Regions from separate parts of the Mus musculus genome. Here regions 2 and 3 are each linked to region 1. The links are chromatin contacts, called in public Hi-C maps. All regions are on one chromosome and are shown on one strand. Each heading gives the region's core, a stretch centred on a gene start, on an enhancer-like site or on the middle of the called end of the contact. The rest is flanking DNA. Distances are from core to core; before and after follow the strand shown. Region 1 holds the start of Mboat1 (membrane bound O-acyltransferase domain containing 1). Region 2 overlaps Mboat1 (membrane bound O-acyltransferase domain containing 1). Region 3 has its middle 40 kb from the start of Mboat1.

The links. Hi-C and Micro-C count contacts between places; a contact is called where the count stands out from the background.
Region 2: a Hi-C map of granulocyte-monocyte progenitors shows a contact between it and region 1, with 3 times the contacts expected there. The contact joins the enhancer-like site here to the promoter of Mboat1 in region 1. A contact is called at or near these places in 2 of 39 promoter capture datasets (cranial neural crest and maxillary cranial neural crest), 16 of 484 Hi-C or Micro-C datasets (CD4 T cells, CD8 T cells, LSK cells and 10 more), 5 of 115 datasets of contacts at active chromatin or transcription factors (bone marrow-derived macrophages, embryonic fibroblasts, neural progenitor cells and 1 more) and 2 of 9 other capture datasets (adipose tissue and pancreatic islet).
Region 3: a contact with region 1 is called in a Hi-C map of pancreatic cancer cells, with 2.8 times the contacts expected there. The contact joins the enhancer-like site here to the promoter of Mboat1 in region 1. A contact is called at or near these places in 1 of 15 datasets of contacts at CTCF or cohesin (CD8 T cells), 20 of 484 Hi-C or Micro-C datasets (the 4T1 cell line, the AML12 cell line, DN3 thymocytes and 14 more), 5 of 115 datasets of contacts at active chromatin or transcription factors (CD8 T cells, bone marrow-derived macrophages, embryonic fibroblasts and 1 more) and 2 of 9 other capture datasets (adipose tissue and pancreatic islet).

Annotation. Positions count from the first base shown.
Region 1 is chr13:30,134,188-30,138,500 of GRCm38.p6, forward strand. Mboat1 (membrane bound O-acyltransferase domain containing 1) reads left to right here and starts at 2,303. Exons shown (of 13, transcript NM_153546.4): 1 at 2,303-2,575. The coding sequence starts at 2,480.
Region 2 is chr13:30,195,886-30,200,198 of GRCm38.p6, forward strand. The region is part of intron 3 of Mboat1 (membrane bound O-acyltransferase domain containing 1); the gene reads left to right. Among named protein-coding and RNA genes, the nearest start is that of Gm40869, 32 kb to the left of the region's middle. Within about 2 kb of position 2,291, at least 68 of the 459 cell types and tissues checked have an H3K27ac peak or open chromatin away from gene starts, as enhancers often do. A contact at or near this core is called in LSK cells, bone marrow-derived macrophages, granulocyte-monocyte progenitors and 4 more, where this site is marked.
Region 3 is chr13:30,094,406-30,098,718 of GRCm38.p6, forward strand. No RefSeq gene overlaps it. Among named protein-coding and RNA genes, the nearest start is that of Mboat1, 40 kb to the right of the region's middle. Within about 2 kb of position 1,711, at least 17 of the 459 cell types and tissues checked have an H3K27ac peak or open chromatin away from gene starts, as enhancers often do. A contact at or near this core is called in the 4T1 cell line and pancreatic cancer cells, where this site is marked.

The sequences.
Region 1 (4,313 bases), core at 1,053-3,552:
CCACTTAGCCATCTCACCAGCCCATATTATTATTTTTAATGGAGTCTCAGGACATTTCTTAAGCAGGTCACCAACTTCAGGCTCAAACGATCCTGTGTCCTCCACCTCGCACATAGGGAGGACTGCAGGTGTGTGGTTTGAGGGACTTACAGGGCTGATGTTTCTCTATTTGCACAGTTTACTCTCATCCTAGGTGGAGAAAAGAGCTATCAGTCATGAATCTGTAAGATTCTGCAGTTCTTCAGAAAGCAACAGTGTTTCTGTTGTTTTCATTGCAGGTCTGGATGGGCACAGAGCACGGCTTGGGCTTTCCTGGGCCAAAAGCAGGAAGCAGGCATGGAAGCGCCTATGGAGGACTCATGTTTCAAGGCTCGCTCCAGGGTGCTAGAAGACCCCTCCATGATGATGAAACATGGGTGATGGGGGCCACTGAGACTTCCTAAGCGGAGCAGAGATGCCACAGTCCTGAAGCTGGCACATGGTACATGGAAGTTGGAGGGGCACAGATGTGGCAGGGACACTGGAGGTGGAGGGCATGCCCATGCCCCAGTGTTCTGCTCACATCTCTCCCGAGGACAAAGCACTGGTTTACTCCATAGTCTTTGGCTGCATGAATAGTACAGTAGCTCCTGTAAGCTCACAGGCACATGGCTACATCTCCAGTTCATCGTTATCCACCATCTTGTAAAGATGCTGAGAAGTTGCTTTGCCGTCAGTGTGGATCTTCTCCTCTCTTCATGTTCAATTACTTCCCACACCTATAGAAAGTCACCCCACAACCTAAGCAAAGGGCTGCAGGGGCTGACAAGATGGCTCAGTGGTTAAGGGTGGTTAAGAATGTTTGCAGCTCTCCCAGAGGACTGGACTTCAGATGCCAGCACACAGGACGTGGATGAACTGCTCAGTACTGCCTGTAACTACAGCTCTGACTCTCCCTTCTAGCCTCTACAGGCACACACACACACACACTCTCTCTCTCTCTCTCTCTCTCTCTCTCTCTCTCACACACACACACACACACACACACAATCTTTTAAAAGGTGTTTGTGTGTCCAGAGGGATCTCTTGGTTCCTGGCTTCCTTTCTCTTCAGTAGGTCCCTGGGTGTTTCTCAGACTTCCAATGTGAGCAGCTACTTTGACATCAGGTTAGATGCAGCAGAGACTGGTAAAGTGCTAGAAGGGTCTCTGTGATGTTTTAAAATGTCTGTTAGTGAGTTGAAAAGGATTTCTCAAGAAACAGAGATACAGAGCTGTTTCAGCAAGTGAAAGACCCGTCATCACGTGGGTAGTAAACAGTAAACAGAAGCTTACTGGAGAGAAACGGCCCAGATGAAAATGAGACAAGTCACAGAAGGAAGCAGAGATAGTGGATTAGGGTGCTAGAAACTGTGGCTTGACCAGAGAAGGTAAAGAATGACAACCTTGGGTGCTGGAGAGATGGCTCAGGACCTGAGAGCAATCTCTCTTGCTGCAGAGGGCCGGAGTTCTATTTCCAGCACCCACATGGTGGCTCACAATCTCCTGAAACTCCATGGACTCTTCCGGTCTCCAGTGGCATCTACTCACAAGTACATACATACATGTAAAGTAAAAAACATATGAGAGAGAGAGAGAGAGAGAGAGAGAGAGAGAGAGAGAGAGAGAGAGGAAAGAGAGAGAGGAGAGAGAGAAGAGAGAGAGAAGAGAGAGAGAAGAGAGAGAGAAGAGAGAGAAGAGAGAGAGAAGAGAGAGAGAAGAGAGAGAAGAGAGAAGAGAGAAAGAAGAGAGAAGAGAGAAGAGAGAAGAGAGAAGAGAGAAGAGAGAAAGAAGAGACAACCAGACAGGGAGCACCAGGAATTCAGAACACAATCAAAGACACAGGGAAGGAGGAGAAGGAGACGCGAAGGAGAATAATAATCTGGAGTGGAGTTTTATGTTTGTGCACACCTGTAATTTCAGTATTTGGGAGTTTAGGGAAAGTCTGGGCTACAGGAGACCCTGCCTCTAAACTGCAAATAAATAAATCTTTAAAATGTAAGCAAAATGAGCGGTGTTGGTTAGCTCTTAGGTCTCTTCTGGCTTCCGGAGTAGCAGCAGGAGCCGGGCCTGAAACTGGAGCACAGGACACCCCAGCTGCCTGGGAGGAGGGTGAGACGGCTTCGGAGGAACCCGGATCGGGCCCGCTGCGCGCCCGGGGAGGGCGGCGAACTGGGGAACAGACTGGGCGTCTCCCGGTCTCCTGCCCCGGGCCGGGCTCCCGGGGATCCGCGCCCATCTCTGCCCGGCTCCTCCTCCGGGGCGTCCCCGGCTGCTGGCCAATGGGCGGCGGGCGGTGCGGAGCGGGAAGCAGAACGTGGGGGCCCTGCCCTCCCAGGCGCGGGGTCCCGCAGCGCCAGGTCCGCGCCCTGGAGTCGGCGCCAGGTTCCCGCGAGGTCCTCAGGAGCCCTCAAGGTGGCCAGTGTGCAGCTCCCGGGCGACAGAGCACCCTGAAGATGCAGGATGGCAGCACGGCCGCCCGCCAGCCTCTCTTACCGTACCACCGGCTCCACCTGCCTGCACCCGCTCAGCCAGCTCCTGGGCATCCCGCTGGATCAGGTAACAGCGTCCCACCCGCTACCCAGACCCTCTGTCTGGGAACAGGATTGCGACCTGGATTCGCTCAGAGCCTAGTTTATGGCTATGAACCCTACACGTGCGAGAGCTTTTTCTTCCCTTTTTTTTCTTTTTTCTCTGAGTTGGCTGCTTTTTCTGCGTGAAAACTATACGTCCACCTAAGCTAGCAAGTTGGACTGAACTTTTAAGTTTTGCTCTGTGATCGAATTATTTAGTGGTGTGATCCATGAACCCAGCATTTCCCCCACCAGTGTAGATAAAAGTCTTTGTGATTTTTAAATTTAGGCGATCCTACTTTAAGAGTAAGTCTGATCCAGCTGGGTGTGGTGGATCACGCCTTTAATCCAGGTCTTCAGAGCCCGGGGCAGGGAAATTGCAGCGAGTTCCCGTCTTCTCTGTCTAGGATGCTGAGGAGAAGCCTCAACTCTCAAACAAAACCAAACAAAAAGTAAAAAGCCTGACTAACCAGATGCGTAGGTCTATAGTATAGTATATGGTGATGACTTTTTTATTCCGTTTGTTGAGACAGCATCTGGCCCTGACTGTCTTGGCACTCACTCTGAAGTTCAGGCTGGCATCGAAGTCTCTTATTTTGTCTAGGCTGGGCTAGAACTGGTGATCCTTTCGCCACAGTGTTGAGATGCTTCTCAGAGGGCCTTACTCAGTTCTCATCCATCCCTGCTGTGCGAAACTGATGAGTAGGGCGGGCCCTGGGAGGAAAAGGGCTGTGGGGACTTCTTTGGAACTGTTCAGGAGTTGCCTGCTACATTAGAGGTAAAACTGGCAACAGTAACCTGGTAGGAATTTTGCCAAAGACAGCTGGAGTGCAATTCAGTGGTAGAGTTTGTAGTATGCTGGAGGGTCTGTCCTGTCTTCTGGCCTCCGTACTGAGGTCAAGAAAAGTCTTCCTGAGGTGTATGTAGTCTTGCCTTATTTCCTTCGGTGCCTCAGGCTATGTCCCCTGTGTAGGATGTAATGGTTTGAATGGATTCAGGCAGGACAGGTTGGAGTAAGACCCACTGCTCTCCTTACTAATCTGTTTCCTTTGAGTTTCCCCAGTTTAGTTTCCCTTCCTTTGCTGGGTCTCGAGGTGCATGCTTGTATTTCCAGTGCCAGGGAAACAGGCAGGAAGATTGCTCCGAGTTAGAGACCTGCCTAGGCCACGGGGAGAGAGTACCAAGTCAGCCTGGGTTACCCAGTAAAACTCCCGACTCGAAAATGCAAAACAAAACAAAATGTTCCTGTCTTCTTAGAGCAGTTTCTGTCCTTCCTATCTTTCTTTCTTTTCATACTAGAGCTACCTGTACCTGCGCCTCTTCTGTTTGCATTCCTTTGACAATGAGGAAGTTGGCCCTGGCTGTTTGCATTACTCACAGGGTTCGCCCTCATCCTAACTCTTAGGTTCTGACTACTACTGCCTTCTCATCAGTTGCAAAACCTTGAGAATCAGGAACTTGGTAGAAGTATCAGATATTGAGTCAAGGTCAGAAGTCCAAGGGACCCTGGCAGGGGCAGGCACAAGAGCGAATTCTTTCATCCAGAAGCCGGATGAATTTGTTGCTGAATTTCCATAGGAGGAGTTCATTTTGCATTGACGTCTCTAATTACTACTAGAACCTATAGTAATTGCATTTTCTTTTGCATAATAATCTATTTTACAATAATATAGAATAGAGTGGGCTTTCCTCCCCTCCCCCCAGCCACCCCCCCCCCATCCCTG
Region 2 (4,313 bases), core at 1,041-3,540, 62 kb after region 1:
CCAGGATAGAAGAGAACCGGGAGGATAGGAATCTTCAGGGAAAAGGATGAGGGAAAAAGATAAACATCTTTATGTAAAAAAAGATACAAAGTGGGATTCAGTTGAAAGAGGGTTTATCTGTATTAGGCAGCCTCTAGCTGGGTCCAGCTTAGATGGTCACCGCACTAGACTACAATGCAGCTGTAGAAAGGAGTGCCCAGCAGAGGTACAGGATGTCATGTGTGCACCTCAAAATGAATGTGTTGAATGAAGGAAACCACCCATATTGTGTTTTAGAAAATACAAGGTAATCTGTGGTGGTAAGAGGATCAGAAGTTACTTGGCGTGGGGTGATGCTGGGACATGGGAAAAGAAGCGTGCAGGGGTGATGTGAGGCAAAGCGCAGTCTCAAGTTTGGGTGCCATTTTCTGAGTGTTAGCGCATATCAGAGCTCATTACTTGCGTTCTTTGAATACGTAAATGTATAACATAAGGAAAACTCTTCAGCAAGAAAGAGCAACGTTTTGCTGTGATGTTTGCTTTTAAGGCACAGAAATAGTTTAGCTCTTCCTTGAAGTCTGCAGGATCCCATGATCAGAAGATAGACTGGTGGTGTGTGTGTTTATTTTTACAGTGTCCGTCTTTCCTGTGGTCTGTCTGAAATCTCAGTGTTGATTTTGCCTTTTGTGGACCCTAGAACATTATTGCTTTTTCAAGTTTCCTTTATTTAAAAGAAATGTACTTGGGAGGGCTGGAGAGAAGGTTCACGCAAGTTCAGTCCCTATTGTCCATGTGTGGTGCTCACACCTGCCTGTGACTCGAGTTTCAGAGAACCCGGCTTCCTCTTCTGGCTTCCATGGGCACCTGCATTCACGTGCACACACAATTAAAAATGAAGTAACCCCTGAAGGATTTGTTTTATTTGTATTATGTGTGTGCCTGTGTGAGTTTATGTGTCCCGTGTGTATACAGATGCCGGAGGAGGGCACTGGATCCCCTGGGACCGGGGCTACAGGAGGTAACAAGCCCCATGATGTAGATTCTGGGAATCGCACCTGGGTCTTCAGTCAGAGCAGCAAGAAATCTTAGTTGCTGAGCCGCCACTTCAGCCTCTAGTGTATTTTGAAAATATAAAGACTTTTATCTTTTGCTTATGATGCATTTTCAGTGTTTAGAAAGACTCTTGGCACAGGCAAGACTGAAGGCTCAGTAAATATTTATGGAAGAGATGGCTGGGGTGCTTTGAAAAGATACTTTCAGGCCATGCGTATTGGCATAGGCCTTTAGTCCTGGCTCTGGGGAGGCAGAAGCAGGAGGATTTCTGTGAGTTGGAGGCCAGTATGCTCTACATGATGCATTCCAAGACAGCCAGGGCTATGTAGAGAGTCCCTGTCAAAAGATGGGGTGGTGAGGAACAGAGGGATGGAGGGGGAGACGGAGGGAGGGAGGGAGGGAGGGAGGGAGGGAGGGAGGGAGAGGGAGAGAGAGAGAGAGAGAGAGAGAGAGAGAGAGAGAGAGAGAGAGAGAGAAAAGGTGGGCTTTTCTGGTTTTTGGAGGCCACTTGATTAGTGAGCACCACACATGTTAAAAACACATTTATGTAACTTTTCAATATAATTTTGTTTTGAAGGAAAGTCTTCTTTTTTTTAATAGACTTTTACACTTCATTAGTCTTCCAACTTTGTATTCAAATGAGCCCTGGGAGTGACTTTTAATCTCCCTCTCCTCGGAGCCTCTCCACGAGAAGATAGCACCATTCTTTCTGGAGGAACATCAGGAAGTCCATTTTTCTAATTTGAGAAGGAAGATGATTTCTTTACACCATATGTATAATGCTTATAAGAGCCTTAAGAAGAGTCATGTTGTGGTGACTGTGTGTGTGTGTGTGTGCCCGAGTGCCTGAGTGCTTGTCTTTTCTTAGACATGCTTTTAAATGACTAATGATAATATTGCATTTTATAGCACATTTTTCCTTTTCCTTTTTCCATTGTCACATCTTTCTCTTTTACTGTTTTTTTATTTCTAAACATTTTGATGCAGCATGCTTTGGTCATATTGTTCCCCTTCCCCAGCTCCTCCCAGATCTCCGCTCCCTCCTCCTTCCTTCATAGTCTTTCTCTTAAACAGTCAAACCAAGCAGGAACAGAACAAAACAAAGCCAAAGCCAAACGGCCAGAAGGCCACATGGATTGTGTTTTGTGTTAGCTATTACCGGTATTCCCGAGCACACAGCCTGCCGCCCCACGGATGTGGTTGGTACACCGGAGTCTCCCACCAGTCATCAACTGCAAACAGCATCTTGGTTAGGGGTGGCACTTTGCCAGTTACCTACCCACCATAATCTGTAAGCACTTCCTCATACTTACATGACACTGGTAGGGCGCACTCTGGCTTTTAAAGGGTCATGTGAGCCCTTGTTCCACAGCGGGCCTAGGTTTCCATATTCCATTCCAGAGCCTGGGAATGGGACATTCTAACTAAGGTGGAGCTGAGCCGTCCAGACAGCGACTTTCACCACAGCCGTGTTGTGGTAGCAGAACATTCTGCATGAGAGTGAAATGGGAGATGCCCAAACCCGTTCTTCCTCTTTCTGTTTGATTGAATGGTTGCCAGTTTGCAGAAGTAGGGAGTGGTCCAGTTCCCAAAGGAAGAACTCCATGTAGCTCTAAAATGTGTCCCAAAGTTGTTTCCTCTGAGTTCCAGGGAGAGAACAAGAGGTTGGGGTTAGGAAATGTGAGATCTGGGTAGATGGGGGAGCCTCCCTGTGGATTAGCATTCCCCTTATTCCCACAAGGGGTGGAGTTTGTAAAAGTGTGGATGGTGTTCCTTCTTTTCTTTATAATTAAAAACAGCTTGTGATTATTTCTGGTTGATTATAGATAACTCTGAGTGTGTGTGTGTGTGTGTGGTACATGCACAAGTGTACATGCATGCATGCATGGCTGCATGCATGCATGGACCAGAGCAGAATATCAGATATCTTCCTCTGGTGCGAGACACCTCATTGCCTCGAGACAGTGTCTCTCACTGAAACTGGGAGGTCACTGTTTTTTGTCTAGGCTCTCCTTCCAGCAGGCTTCCAGGATCTGTCTGTCTCTGCCTGCAACTGCTAGGGTTACTGTCAAGGACGGCTGTGACCAGCTTTTTCCATGGGTGCTGGGGTTTGGAACTCGGGTCCTTATGCTTGCCACACTGAGCCATCTTCCCAGTTCCCTTGGATGAGGAGTCTGAAGACTCTGCGCTTATGATCCTATCTGAGTCATTCTTCTTTTCATGTCCAGTGCTGAGAGGTCTATTTTGTGGTTGAGAAGAAATAGGAGAGGGAGTGTTGACTGCTGTCTTCAATGAGCCCATTTCTGGCCTAGCTGTTGCTCAGGGTATTTTGAGAGAGTTCTCAGGGTATAACCTCTGTTTTCCTCCCAAGTTACAGTACTAGGCAGGAAACACAGGTGTCAGCTTGCTCTTCTGGGACCAGCTTAAGCAGATCTTGTTTGTATCTTCCAGAATGCGGGCCTTGGGTGCTGGTGATGTAGTTAATTGATTCTGGAGCCCTTGCTTTGTGCTACATCCCATGCTAAGCTCTTTTCAGTGTGCTGCATTATCCTCGGTACATAGTGATTAATGTATCAGTTGATGTTTGATTTCATTGTTAACACAGTCCTTCTAAAACAAGTGTGTAGGATAGAGATTTTATTTTATTGTTTGAATTGAGGAAATGAATGCTTATGTAAAGAAGTGCAGGTAGAATATATATATATACACGTACACACCCAGCCAGGTCAACATGAGAACACTACCAACTGTCCTGTCCCAATCTCTGTCACACTTCTTTTTACAAAAATAACCACCCTGCCAGTTTCTCATACCACAGATTATTTTTATGAGTGCCGGGGTTTGCATTCTTATTATTTGTGTTCACAATATGTCTTTTCTGCACCACAGACGATTCAGGTCTAGCCAGGGCAAGAATGCCCTGCCCTGGTTTGTTAGGATTCAATTCTTATCCCTGTTTTTGACAGCTGTGGTTTAATTACAACCACTGCACTGAATCTGTTTACCCTGTAAGCCAGGGAAGAGACAGGCGTGGCTACAGTTGACCTGGTTCTACAAGAGTCTATTGCCTGAAGAATGTGCTTTGTATTTCTGTCTGATGCCCATGAACTTTCTAGAATGGAGGGGAATGGAAGCCAGGGGCAATGAGGCTTCCTCCCGCTCGTCCTGCTCTAGTTGCTCAGGGCATTTGTTCTTGGGCATTGTCTTTGTTGACTGTCTTCATGCTTAGGGGGGATTTGGGATGGGTCCAAGGTAAGGAGAGCCTTTTGTATGGAGTCAGC
Region 3 (4,313 bases), core at 461-2,960, 40 kb before region 1:
GGGACTAGAATGATAGATCACTGGCTTTCTTTGGTCCTTTAAGTATGTGTTGGAGCTACACTGATGGCTTTGTATTTCAAGAAAGAACTTCGATTTAATCTGATTTGTGCATGTGTTTTCTGTGGTTCACTTGTGTGTTGTGAACCAACCACCACAGTCTTTTACAGTTTTTTTTTTTTTTTTTGAATTATGTGAATGTGTGTGCCTAGAAGTGCCGATGCCCACGGAAGTCAGAGATATCTGGTCCCTGGGGGTGGAGTGATAGGTGATTGGTTGTGAGATGCCTGACTTGGGTCATAGGCTCTCACCTTAGTCCCTCCGCAACAGCAGTAAGCCTTGAACCACTGAGCCATCTCCTCATCTTTCCTTACCAACACATTCTTTATGTGCCCTGCACAGAGCCTTTTCCACTCTCAATATCCTGAAAGAATCATAATATAAAACATAATATATATCCCAGATTCATCTCTCAAGGTCTTTGATAGCACCTCTACCTTCCCACATATGCCCTCCCAGCTCCGCAGCCTGTGTATTCTGGACACAACAGTCTATGTGTATCTCCTAAAATATAAGCCAGCTATTACTGCTGTTCTGCTCAAAGCTTACAGGGCAGGCTGGGGATCTAGCATAGCGGCAGGGCTCCTGCCTAGAGTGCCCCCAATCCTGGGTTCAATCCCCCACTGCTGTAACAAAGCAAAGCAGCTCCCATCTCCAGGGATCATGCCTACAGAGGCCGCTGAGCTCCGGACTTTAGAACCTGGCTGGTCCTGCACACAACCAACCCACCTGGAATTTCTAGTTTCTGCAACACCCCACACATTCTCCAATCTTGAGATTTTGACTTTTTTGGTATCGCTGGTGGGGCCTTCTCTTACCCTTTCTCTTAGCAGAGTCCTCCACTGGGTTTTCATGTTTCCTCATTGCTGCAGGCCAAAAAAAAAAAAAAAAAAAAAAAAAAAAAAGCAATGTGGTCAACCAACCATGGGACTGAAAACTCCAAAACAGTGTCCAAGTTTAGCCTTTTTAGCTTTATAAGTTGATGAAATCGGCTATTTGGTCACTGTAAGTGAACGTGACTGCTATAGCTTTCCTGCCCCACCCCATTAAATTGCACATATTTATCTACTCTCCATAACCCTCAGTTTAGTTCATTTTTCTTCATAGCCCTTGTCAGCTCATAAATAATTGGTTTATTTTACACGTTTTTTTTCTCCCTGTGTGTAACCCCCTAGGACAAAAAGTCCCTGTGACTGTTATTGATTCCACATCCTAATGGTAGCCTACACCACACCGGGCTCCCAATATTCATATATTCAATAGAAGAAGTGTAATCATGGAGAATGCATGGGTTGAAGTTCTAGGGTCTAGCATGGGAAAATATGGAAGTTCTGATCACATTAGAAGCACAGCTGTGGGTGGGGGGGGCACAAGGGGCCCACGAGAAAGGAAGGGAACAGATAACGTTCTCCTGCTTGCGCAGCTTTTTTTGGAGCCTTTGGGTGCATCTGATGTCTTTGGCCCCATCTTCCTTGGTTCTCTATGGCACATACTTCCTTCCTTTTGAAGGCCCTGAAAGGGACTCTTGCCAAATACTTCTTAACTGACAGCTTAATTGAGTTATTAGAAAGGGATTTCTTCTGCATGACTCATAGGGAAAAAAATAAAGCCATTCTCAGATTTGTTTTGTTGGGCAAGCTTATTCACTGAGCTCCCCAGAGAGGAGAGATCAGGGGTTTCCTGTGTTATGTGAGGAGCCCGGATTTGGATCACAGGAGACACTGTGAGGAGGTGGCGATACAGGTTGATCAGATACAAGGCTACCTGAGACAAGGGCAGGGCCAGTGAGATGGACCAGTGAGAGAGAAGCAACAGTACAGGTGAAGTCCAATATCAACTTGTATTGGTGGCTACCTTTAGCAAGGTGTTACACACTCTCTAATTTATAAATTCAAATGCTTCAGTTTGCATGTACATGTTAGAGTTTGTCTTGTGGGCTGGCGAGATGGCTCACCTGTTAAGAGCACCGACTACTTCTTCCGAAGGTCCTGAGTTCAAATCCCAGCAACCACATGTGGCTCACAACCATCTGTAACAAAATCTGATGCCCTCTTCTGGAGTGCCTGAAGACAGCTACAGTGTACTTACATATAATAAATAAATAATAATAATTATTTAAAAAAAGAGTTTGTCTTGTATACCAGAACATAAACTGAGGAAGAAGATCTGATCATTGTGTCAGCTCTACTTCAGGCAAAAATATTTGATCATGTTGTGGCTCACATATGGCAGCGATTAAATATTTAAAACATGAAATTCCAAAGAGGAAGGAAGTAGCTGACCTTTAACCCCAGTTGTCACAACCAAACGCTATCCATCAGCAAGGGGTGGGCTTCTAGGGGAAAGCTTTCCCTTCAGTCAGAATCTTGTCTGAAAGTTACTCTTCTCTTTCTTCTTCTGTTGAGAGACAAAGGTTTGTGTTTTTCATCAGAAGAAAGAAAAAGAACCCGAATTCTGGGACACACGTCAGCATTAAGAAGTGCTATATCTAGAGATAACAAGGTTGGAAGCTAGGATCCTGAGAGGCTAAGCTTTGAGAACCACAGCTCTAAATGACTAAGAGTCGCTCCTGCAGTGCACAGGGCAGGAGGCAGACCGTGTGGTCTGGGCTAATGCAGGTGGGCATGGGGCATGGACCAGCATGATGTGTGGTTTGCAGAAACATCTGAGCAGAGACTCAGACCAAGGAGATGAGCAGAGAGCTTCGTGGTGGAAGGGGACACTGCTCAGACAGAGCTGTAAATGACAGACAGCAAACCAGGGTAGGGGAAAAAAGGGGTGATCTTTTTTTGGATTCATTCATGTGTGCATGAGTCTCTCTGCACATACATGTGTGCAGAGCTCTTGGAAGCCATAACAGAGCACTGGATCCCCAGAAGCTAAGTTACCTGGTCGTTATGAACTGCTTGGTGTGGGCACTGGTTACTGAGCTTGGGCTCTTGTGTGGAGCAGCAAGTGCTCTTAAGTGCTGAGCCATGTCTTCAGCATCCCTTCCCCACTGCCAGATCTTTATCAGAAGAATAAAGGAGCTACTCTGGAGTCCAAGGGACCCAAACTATCAAGTCTCTCCTTCTTCCCTTTCCCTTCCTTTCACTGTCCTTCTCTGACCTCCTATCTGTCCCTACCTGTGTGTGTGTGTCTTTGCCTTTCTCTACTTTCCTCATTCATTCCCTCTCCCCACCTCTCTCTCCCTCTCTGGCTACACTGAGCCTTCCTTTCTCCACTAATAGAGATGAACGTTCTCTGCCCATCAGGAAAAAATGTCTTCTAGCAAATGTCAAAGACACATCCTGAAAGATCTGTAGCTAGACATGAAAAGATGCTCCTGTCAAGTGCCCAGGTTGGATTCTCTGTCTCTTTCCTTCTGTCTCTTTCCCTCTGTCTCTGTCTCTCTGTCTTTTTTACTATCCCCACCCACTGGTCCCTTTGTATATGTGTTTTTTGCCACTGGCGCTGATGAGAGTCCCAGGACCTCAGCAACCTGGCCCGTACAGTCTGCCCAAACCTTGCTTCTCTTTTAAGAACTGTAACACTCCGGCATTCCTAGCTGGACCAGAGCCCCGTGGATTGTGTCGTCCCAGCTTGCTTTGCCCACTGGGCAGACAATGGCCAACAACTCTGTAGAGCAGGCTGGCCTTGAACTCAGAGATTCACATGCCTCTACCTTCTGAGTGCTGAGATTAAAGGCATGTGCCGCCACACTCAGCTCAGATTGAAGTCTTGCGTCTACCTCTTAGACAGTCGTTGGGGCTGGGTAGTTATCCCATATTAAAAATATTTACTGTGCCTCCACTAGCATAGGTGTCCCTAAAATAACAACAGAAAGACAACTCATTCAGTACAGACAGGCTTCATGCCGCCTTACACGCACTCCAGTTTCCTCTCATTGTCCGTTGCTCAAGCCAGGGTGTCTTTCTCTTACGATCTCAAGCAGTTTTGTCCCTGCGTTACTTTTCTCCTAACTGGGGTAAAGTGTCTGGAAGAAGCAACTCAAAGGAAGGGCTGTTCGCTTTAGCTCATGGTTTGGGAGGGTACAGTCCGTCACGGCAGAGAAGGCAGAGCACGTTCAATGGTATCCGTGGCTGTGGTGGTGGGAACACAAGGCTGCTTGGTTACATCCCAGGAAGCAGAGAGCCTATGAGGAAGATGGTCCAGTCTATAACCTACCTTAGTGCTGGTTGCTGGGTGACTCATTTCCTCCAATTGAACTCCACTTCTAAAGCTTCCACAAGCTTCCGAAGACAGCACTGCCAGCA